Regions from separate parts of the Mus musculus genome. Here region 1 is linked to region 2. A link is a contact called in public promoter capture Hi-C data. All regions are on one chromosome and are shown on one strand. Each heading gives the region's core, a stretch centred on a gene start, on an enhancer-like site or on the middle of the called end of the contact. The rest is flanking DNA. Distances are from core to core; before and after follow the strand shown. Region 1 holds the start of Diaph3 (diaphanous related formin 3). Region 2 overlaps Diaph3 (diaphanous related formin 3).

Region 1 (5,257 bases), core at 453-2,952, 250 kb after region 2:
TAATCCCAGCACTAGGGAGGCAGAGGCAGGAGGATTTCTGAATTCGAGGCCAGCATGATCTACAAAATGAGTTCCAGAACAGGCAGGGCTATACAGAGAAACCCTGTCTCAAAAAGCCAAAAAAAAAAAAAAAAAAAAAAAAAGAAAGAAAGAAAAAGAAGAAGAGGAAGAGGAGGAGGAGGAGGAAGAGGAGGAGGAGGAGGAAGAGGAGGAGAAGAAAGAGGAGGAGAAGAAAGAGGAGGAGGAGGAGGAGGAGGAGGAGGAGATGGGGGCTGGTGAGATGGTACAGCGGTTAAGAGCACGGACTACTCTTCCGAAGGTCCTGAGTTCAAATCCCAGTCACTTGGTGGCTCACAACCATCCATAATGACATCTGACACCCCCTCCCGGTGTGTCTGAAGACAGCTACGGTGTACTTACATAAAAATAATAAATAAATCTTTAAAGAAGAAGAAGAGGAGGAAGAGGAGGAGGAGGAGGAGGCAGCATCTCATGGATCCCTCTCAGAGTGGACAGAATCTATCATGACCAGGTTAACTCTCTCCTATCCTCGTGTTATTTTGATGCTCAATTCTGCATAATCAACCCCCACTTATCTCAACATGTCTCTGCTCTCAGCTTTATTCAATTACAAGTAAATATTACACTTAGCGATTGATCCACAATCTATTATTTTGGATATAATCATGGTATAAATTCCTGAAATTGTATTTGACAAGAAAGGGCAAAGCCTGTTCCTATCAATACATAAAAATAATTTCCCCATACTTCTAAGGAAAACTAACAGTCAGTGTTAACTCTGCAATTCTCTTGGACTAATACCAAAACCTACCAACCCACACAATCAGACAATCTGAATGAAATCATCCTCATTACCTAGTTTCCTTCCAGCTGACACTAACTAAAAGCTTACCAGGTGCTAATCATAGCTCTTCCTTAAGCTTTAAGAACGCAAAGCCAACCCGATTAACGAGTTTCAGATACTTGAAGACTCCTTCCAAGCTAAACATGACATTCTTTAGCAGTGACTACACAACCCGCCAAGTTTGAAAACGAGTTGCCTCAACTTGTAAAAATACGTCCACCTTAAAAGGTTCTTGTTGAATTAAAATATTAGACGGGGGAGGGAGGGCTATCAGCTAGAAGTTCACTTTCTGTCTGACTGACTGTTCTACTAAAGGGATGGGGTAAATTTTAACTTTCTTTTAAAATGCAGAATCCGCCTTGATGACGTCAGTACACAGCCATTTGAACTGTTTTTCAGATACGCCCAAAGAACTGCCAGGCTTCACAGACATCAGGGCATTCGTCCCAGAAAGGAATCGAATCCCGCCTTGTCACTGGGGATCTAAGCGGATTAACAGCTCAGGCCTTCTGAAACAAACCTAGCTCCCAGCTCCCGGGGATGTCACCTGGGGGACAGGGAGTTGTAGGCCGCGGGAGTCGCCGCACGTTGTGGCTCTGGCCCACACTTACCAACTTGGGTCGCTTCTCCCCGGGCTCGTAGGGGCCAGCGGGCGGCGCGGACTGCAAGCCCTTCCTCCGCGACGACTTGCTGTCCCGGCCGAGAGCGCGCGCCCGGTGCCTCTCCATCTTCCCGGGTCTAGGTCGCGACCTGATCTGGGGCTTTGCTCCGCGGGCTCAACTTCCCGGTCCCACGCCCACTGCGCATTAACCGCTGCACACGGCTGGGCCAATCTATCTGAAATCTCCCGCCACCACAAGCAGCCCGGTCAGCCAATCCCGCGCCGCGGAACCTGTGACGCAAGGGCCCCGCCTTTTCCGGGGATGCCAAAGCCTGGGCCTGATTGGCCCTTCGGCCTGTCCATCGCGCTTCTCGCCCTCTGGCTATGCAGGCTGCTTGCCAGATGGTACATAGTAAGGAACGGGTTTGGAAGGAAGGTTGAGCTAAAGAGAGTCTCTAACAAGGCTTCCCTTGGACTTTCAGAGTAGGTTCTTGAAAAATCTGAGCCGCAGGGAACCTCTCTCAGTACTGTTTCAGCAGCACTGAATACGAAAGCAACTGATAAGCCCTTTGAGTAGTCTCTGGAGATCTCAGGGTCTAGGAAAAATACTTCTACTACTTGCCAGCGCCCATGCCTCTTAGAAGAGATGTTTACCATTTTTTGATTACCGTTTATATAAAAATACTGCTGTCGTCTCAGAGAGAATAGAGTTCATTCTAGAACCAGAAATGAGTGACCGCAGCCAGGTGGTGTGAACATCGGTTGAAGCACGGAAGAAAGTCATTTCAAAGACATTAGGACAGACCTACAGGTGCTACGAGATGCACAGTCTTGTTTGAGGTTGGTGGAAGTTAGTGGACTTTTAAGGAAGAGCAAAAGGCGTCACGTGATAGTCGTAGGTATGTTAGATCTAACGCAGCGATGAATGGCAATTACGTGAGCCAAGATTACTTGGCTCTGGATTGGCAGCATTCCATGTCTCTACAATCATTGGAATTCTAACCTGTCAATTAAGCGCGTAGAATTTTTACTACAGGTGCGGCTTTTTCTGGAACTCCAGTTCACATTGTTCAGCACTTACAGCATGCCTCAAAGCCTAAATGCGTACTCAGGGTCAACCAAAAATTAAAAGGAATAGGGTCCAAACAATTCACAGTTTAATGTGTTTCACAGGTATTGACACAAAACAAAATGTAAAATTATAACAGCCATTCTACAGGTTTTTAAGTTCAGGTGGCAATCCTAAATATAAAGTAGAGGAAAGGGTCAGAACCTGGGTTCAAGGCAAGCAAGCACCTATCCCCAATATGCCAAATAAAGACATTAGTAATGAAGAGAAAATTCTGGAGATCAACTCAGTGTGGCTACACAAGGAAAAGGAACAAATAAAGAAATCCAGGAATCTCCCAAGTGCATCCTTAAAGATATTGACCTTCTGACTATGGAGGTGATTCAAGCCAAGACAAGTAAACATAAACTATTGATTTTGGTACAAGAAATAGTTCTAGGTATTCCACAGAGACTAGCACAGGGATTCAGAAAATGAACCTAAGGTTTCATCTACAGCTTTTAGAGGTTTAGGTTTAGTTCTGGTCTTGCAGGTACTGTTTGCTCCTTTTCTTGTTATAATGTGAGTTTTTATTATTGTCACACAGATTTTCATCTTCAGTGAGCATATACTAAAGGCAGATTCCAAGAGATTACCAAGGTCACCGGAAGAAGTACCTGGCTCTGTCACGATGGACAAGGAAGATGAAGCTTCCATTCTTACCATTTGGTAGCTGCGTGGTGTTGGAGGTGATGTGTGACTTCCTTTGCTTCTCCATCAACAAACACTTCAAATAGGAATGCTTCAGCTTACGTGAGACAACATACAGAAAGCACACAGACCTATCGGTGCAATGCAGCCAAAGACAACCAAGAGACAGACAGACCTATAGTTGGGACAATTTAGATTTATTACAAAACATGTGAACATCGCTGTGATGAACCACGAGGCTCTTAGAAGATGATGCTACAAATCACTTGAAAGATCTGCATTTTGCCGGGGTGATTTGAGGAAAACCTCACAGAATACTATTAGGAGGAATGGCCAGGACTGGGTGCTGTCTTGAAGTGGGAGCAGTTTAATGCCCAGGATATCTTGATGTTTCCTAGGAGCATGATAGCGTGAAGCTATAACTAACAGCATGGCAGATTCTCAGAATGAGGAATGGACAATGTCGAAAGACAAAATCCAAACAAATTTGCTTTTAAAAAGTAATTGCAGCCAGACATGGTGGCGTGGCACGCCTTTAATCCCAGCACTTGGGAGGCAGAGGCAGGCAGATTTCTGAGTTCGAGGCCAGCCTGGTCTACAGAGTGAGTTCCAGGGCTATACAGAGAAACCCTGTCTTGAAAACCAAAAAAAGAAAAAAAGAAAACAGTAATTGCATTATATTTTCTTTTTCTTTCTTTTCTTTTTTTCTTTTTCTTTTTTTCTTATTCCTCCACCCCCTTCCCTTCTTCCTCTTGCTCCGGCCCCACTCGCTCCGGCCCCTATATTTTCAATTGTAGAAAAATACCCTTCATCCTATCAATGACAAGGACTGTTCCACTGCGCTGAGCAACAACTGTGGTTTCATCAGCAGGAAAGGGCTAAAGAAAGCAAAAGTGAAGCCTGAAGAGCAGACTGGGTCTCTTCTCGGTCAGGTCAAAGAGGAAGGGTTGATTGAGGTAGAAAAACCTCCATGGCTAGGTGGTTCCATGGGCCTGGGGGGGGGGGGAGCGTGTGTGGGAGTGAGAAAAGGAACAGACACTCTCCATCTCCCTGAGCTTCCCACCCACAGAGGCTCAGTGAGCAGCCACCCTGTTTCTGCAGCTCTGTCTTCCCCACCTTGACTTACGCTCTACCTTGGAGGTAAAATAAACCCTTCCATCCGTCAGTTGATTTTGTCAAATATTTTATGGCAACAAGAAGAAAGTGAATTACTACAGGGGGAAACGAGCCCCCTTTAGAGTTCAGTGGGAACATGCAGCAATAAGAGGGAGTAACTCTGCTCTGGTTTGGTCTGCTGGAGCCTGTAATCAGAGCTGAACCCATAATGACGATTACTTAGTCCTTAATAGCTCCCCATGAATTTACGTCTTATGGGCATTTTGATATTACATACTAATTTTTTTTCTATGCTTAGACAAAGTTAAGCAGTGTTGTTTTGCCTTATTTCATCATGGTCACAGAGTGCCCTTGTCTGACACCGGTGTTCTCTAGACAATAAGATATTGTGTAGCAGGACAACAGCAACATGACCTGGCTGTGAGTGTCAGATCAGTTCCTAAAAACTTTAACCTACTTCAAAGTGTCAAGATGTCAACTTGTTGCTTTCTTTCTCAAGCCCTTCGCACTTAAAAAGATTCTAATGTAAACAAGCAGGAGCTTGCGTTTCTGTTTAGAAAGGGCACTCTGGATTCTCCCACTGAGATTCACTGCACCTGCAGCACACTATTGAAAAGAATGTTTGGAGAACTTTTTAAGTATGTTTGTGGTGGTTTGAATATGCTTGGCTGATGGAATGAGGCACTATTAGGAGGTGTGTCATGATTGGAGGAGGTGTGGACTTCTTAGAGGAAGTGTGTCACCATGGGGATGGGCTTTGAGGCTCCTGTGCTCAGGCTCTGTCCAATGCAGAAGAGACCATCCTCCTGGTTGCCTGGCAAAGACAGTGTGTCCTCCACTTCCAGCACTAAGCCTACCTGGATGCTGCCCACCATCCAGCACTAAGCCTACATCCCAGTACTCCTGAAGCTGAGGC
Region 2 (4,796 bases), core at 709-3,208:
ATGACAATATCAAAATCCAAACCCAGATCTAGCCAATCCATTTATAAATACAGAGAATGACAGTTGGATATAGGATCCCAAACCAAGTTATTAAATCCACATCTAATGATAGGAACAAGTTGGGTGGCATGGTAAGTCTTAGTGAGCCAAGACTCAATGGCTTTAATTTTCAACATTAAAAAAAAATAAAAAAGCACCTAGGGGGCTCTTTAAAATGTATTTATCACGTTCTTATTGGATATTACTAGATACCATGTATCCTTCAAGACAATAAAAATCCACTAATGGGTACAGGCACCATGATTCTTACTATCATGGTATACTATGGAGAAATGACAGATGAATGGAACATAAGACAATAAATAGAATACAATGGGTACAGCAGGGATGCTCTGGCAAGTGGGTGAGTAATCTCAAGTATGGCTCTATGATAACACCTCCCACAAGCTTACCTGTGAAGAAAGAAAGAAGGCTGTGAGGACACAGGCTCTCCAGTTAGAGAGAGCAGGAAGCACGGGCAACAAGGTTGGGGACAGCAAGGTCCACAGAAGATAAACAAGTATAGGCTGGGACTTCCTGAGGGTCACACAAGAATACAACTGACATGTCAGAGAACTGATACAGGGGCCCTGTGGTTAAAGCAATATTAGCAATGGAGTGTGCGACCAAGGTGGAAACAGGTTTCATGGAGACTTGTAGGCAGAATACAGCAAGGACTCAAAATCTCCTGGAGCAAGCAATATTTTGTACTTTTTACTGTCAAATAGCAGGGAAATTAATATGCCACAGTTAAAATTTCAAACTTTCAGAGAAACTCACTAATGTTAGCAACTCAATGCAATTGCATATTATTTGGGTCATGCTGTGTTTTTATTAGTCCTAATAAATTAAAGAATTGCAGAGTTATTTAATACAGCTGACAATCTGCTAATTTCAAGGGAACATGGGCAACAAAAGCTCACAAGAGATTCCATTCAGAGCTCAATGGCACTTCTCTTCCCACTCTACAGAGAACACAATTGGTAATATGTAAGTGATTTTTCCAATAACGGCAAGATTTGATATTATTATTTTGATGTAGATTTGAAGTAAATGAATTTAATCCATTGATTAAATGAGATTTATCAGGGAAGTACATGCCTGTACAAACTGGCATCTTTATATGAGCTTATAACATAGGAAACATGCATTTCCTAAGGTGACAAAGTAAACATGTCTACATTCTCATTCATGAGAGCAGGGCCTACAGGCAAGTGTTATGTTCCTATTTCTACACAGGCACAGCCCCCTCCCCCATGGTTAGTAATTCTTTCTCAGAGTCACTAACACCAGACAACCCTCTCACCCTAAGTCCTGCGTGGATTTTGAAACAAGCAGCAATAGTGTCATATTATAAAATCACCTTGTACAATTCCCTAGATTGGAGACTTAAATTTTCCTCAGAGAGGTGGTAACCAAAGGCAAACACAAACAGCTTTGCCACTGCCGAGCCTGTCTTCTGGGGAAAGGCAGGGGAACCAGAAAGGTCTGCACACTTTCTCTAGCCCTTCACTGCTTGACACACATCTCCTTTGCTCCCTTGGTGTTCTGACCTAAGTGCCATCTGTACATAGCAGCACCACACTGCACTTACCAGCCTGGCCTCCCACTGTCCCCCAAACGCACGGATCAGCTGCTCATCTGGACTATGAATATCTTCAAGCAGATGTTCCTTGTGCAAGGCTTCTCTTCATCTACTGAGACAGCAACTTTGATCCTATCTGTACACTCTTCTGTCACTGAATTAGTCTTGTTTCCTGTTATTTCTCAAACTGGAGAGAAAGAAATCCTAGGCTCTTTAATATCAAAGTTACCTGAAACCTGAGTACTTCTCAACAGTGGCAGGACTCTTAAGGACAATCAGCTCTCTACTTATTCATGCCTTAACAGTGAGGTCATTAGAACTGCCACACTTAACTACCAATGGCTTCACTTGTACTGCCCACACACAATCCTTTCTGTCACTCAGCCACCAGAGACACTCAGAAAGCACTGATGTCATCTTCCATCTGGTATCTATATGTCCAACAGCATTCTAAGCCTAAATCCCACACACTTTACCCCAGGTGGAAAAGCCTTGTTGGTAGCTTCCTCATTCTAAGCCTTTGGCCTCTGGGAACTGAAGTTTTCTGATGAAGCTCTGCCTATGTTGAAAACCATGTAGGCTGACTGACTAGAACTCCATGGTCGTGGAAAGAGTATTGCTTGCTGGCCAAACTCTCTTAAGCCACCTTTGGCCTCTAAAAAGCCATTCAATACTAACCCCTTTATCTGACTTGACATTATTGCAATTGCTGGGTAAGGCTTAAGAAATGTTTTCTTAAACTCAGAAAATAACTAGCTTCCTCCAAACCAAAACTTCAAATACTGTTAACATCTGAAAAAAAAAAAAAAAAAAAAAACACATTGTCCACACTGTTACTGCCTGCCTGCCTGACGCCCCTACCATATTCTGTAACTGCATGGTTTGTGGCTTTCATATTTTTCTGTAACATGAGGAATATGCCCTAAAGGGTAACCAGAACCTGTGCTTCTGGTTACTCATATCACATGGAATATATTCGATGAGTTACCCTGTTTGCAACGCTGTGTTTTACATCAGCGCATTACATCTTTAGACTTGTTTATCGCTAAAACTCATGATGGTTGTTCATGGTTGTCTGTACATAGACAGTGCATCATCAACACCATCCATGATCATGAAGTCAGGCTTCCAGACAATCATTAAACCTTTATCAAGGCTTGCTAAGCGCTCCAGGAACCTATCACTTTTACACCAACAGTACATGTGAAGCAGTTATTACCAATATGACATCATTTCACACTTATTTATGTTATTGCACCCAACTAAAACAAACAAAAAGATATCAATTAAAACACATTAGTGCAGAATCTTCAGAATGAAGAGAACTGTGCCTAGAACACATTAGCTATGAAATGAACAGTTATAAATTAACAAGGAACTAACTACTACTGAATCCAGGAGACAAAGCATTCATGTAAACAATACCAGGTAGCAGTATACCTATCAATGTGATCTCAAAGCCTAATCCCACCAATGAAATCCAAACAGTTTGAAAAAACAAGGCTTGGAATTACACTAAAGAAAAATTATTAATCTAAAGCCATTTCTTCAGAATTACTAATGAAACCTCAATTTTATATCAGCAAACTCCTAAATAAATACATCAAATCTATCAACCACGAACTCAGCTCAACAATATAGAGAGCCTATAAATTCCTGTGGATAGTGTTAATTAAATCAAACACCATGTGCTATTTTTAGTACTATTTTTTGAATTAAACATGTAAAAAAAAAAAACGTGGCCTTTTATGAGTTCTGTTAGCATGGAATTCCAAAGCGTCATGTATTATAAGAATTAAGAAATGCAAGTGATTCATAAGAATCACAGAGATGGTTAGAAAAAAGATGGGTGGTGTTAAAAATGATCCTTCAACTGACAACAGAGTTAAACTAATCAAACAAACAGAACTTCACTTTAATAAAAAGTTCAAATATAACTGTAAACTACTGTGACTTAGGCAGTAAAATATGATAGAAGGCAAAAATCAACCACAAGAAAAATTACCATCATTAAACAGCTGATAGATTTTAGTTCAAAGAAGAAAATCAATGGTAACTCAAAGTAAGGTAAGTTCATAAGTCCTAAACCAGGAGGAAACATCTACCCTGCTGAGCTTCCAGGGTTTTGAATCCTAAAAACAGCATGTCAAGAAGGTTATAGATCTTGTGTCCCCAGTCCCTATGAGACCAGTCTGAGCAGGTGAGCGCATGGACTGTGGAGGGTGAGGGAGCAGACTGCAGAAGCTACACAGCTTCTGGAACAGACCCCATTTCAGGCTCCAGATATCCAGGGACCTTCCCCGCCAGAGGAGAGGTGGCCGCCTGGAAGGGCTCTGACTGCCAGAGCAGGTGAGGGAGGGGTCTTGTGTAGCCTGTCCCTCTGAGACCAGTCTGCTCAGGTGAGCATGTGGACTGAGAAAGGTGAGCAAGTGGACTGCAGAAGCAACACAGCTTCTGGGACAGACGCTGTTTCAGGCTCTAGACATCCGGGCACCTTCCCCTCCAGAGGAGAGGTGGCCACCTGGGAGGGCTCCGACCACCAGAGTAAGTAAGGGAGCTATCTAGTGTCCCAGGTCCATGGGAGACCAGTCTATGCAGGTGAGTGCTCAGACTTCAGAGGAAACACATCTTCTGGGACAGGCCCTGTTTGGGCCTTCATCTTCAGCCAGGAGGTAGGTCTGAATGCCAGACCTCTGTGCACCTTCCCTGCAAGAGGAGAGCTTGCCTGCAGAGAGTACTCTGACCACTGAGACTCAGGAGAGAGCTGGAATCCCAGGACTACTGACACAGGCTAACAGAATCACGAGAAGAATAAGCTCCAGCCAGAGACAATTTTAACAACTAATGCCAGAGATTACCAGATGGTGAAAGGCAAACGTAAGTATCCTACTAACAGAAACCAAGACGACTCACCATCATCAGAACCCAGCACTCCCACCTCAAACAGTCCTGGATACCCCAACACACCCAAAAGATAAGATTAAGATTTAAAATCATATCTCATGATGCTGGTAGAGGACTTAAAGAAGGAAATTAATAAATCACTTAAAGAAATCCAGGAGAACACTGCTAAATAGGTAGAAGTCCTTAAAGAGGAAACACAAAAAACCCTTAAAGAATTACAGGAAAACACAACCAAACAGGTGATGGAATTGAACAAAACCATCCAACC

The links. Promoter capture Hi-C pulls out the DNA fragments that hold promoters and counts their contacts.
Region 1: a promoter capture Hi-C map of embryonic stem cells shows a contact between it and region 2, with 2.3 times the contacts expected there. The contact joins the promoter of Diaph3 here to the enhancer-like site in region 2. A contact is called at or near these places in 7 of 39 promoter capture datasets (the 3T3-L1 cell line, 3T3-L1-derived adipocytes, the C10 cell line and 4 more) and 1 of 115 datasets of contacts at active chromatin or transcription factors (embryonic stem cells).

The regions. Positions count from the first base shown.
Region 1 is chr14:87,139,522-87,144,778 of GRCm38.p6, forward strand. It overlaps Diaph3 (diaphanous related formin 3), which reads right to left and starts at 1,703. Exons shown (of 28, transcript NM_019670.2): 1 at 1,477-1,703. The coding sequence starts at 1,593.
Region 2 is chr14:86,887,668-86,892,463 of GRCm38.p6, forward strand. All of the region lies in intron 20 of Diaph3 (diaphanous related formin 3), which reads right to left. Among named protein-coding and RNA genes, the nearest start is that of Gm41222, 36 kb to the right of the region's middle. Within about 2 kb of position 1,959, at least 15 of the 459 cell types and tissues checked have an H3K27ac peak or open chromatin away from gene starts, as enhancers often do.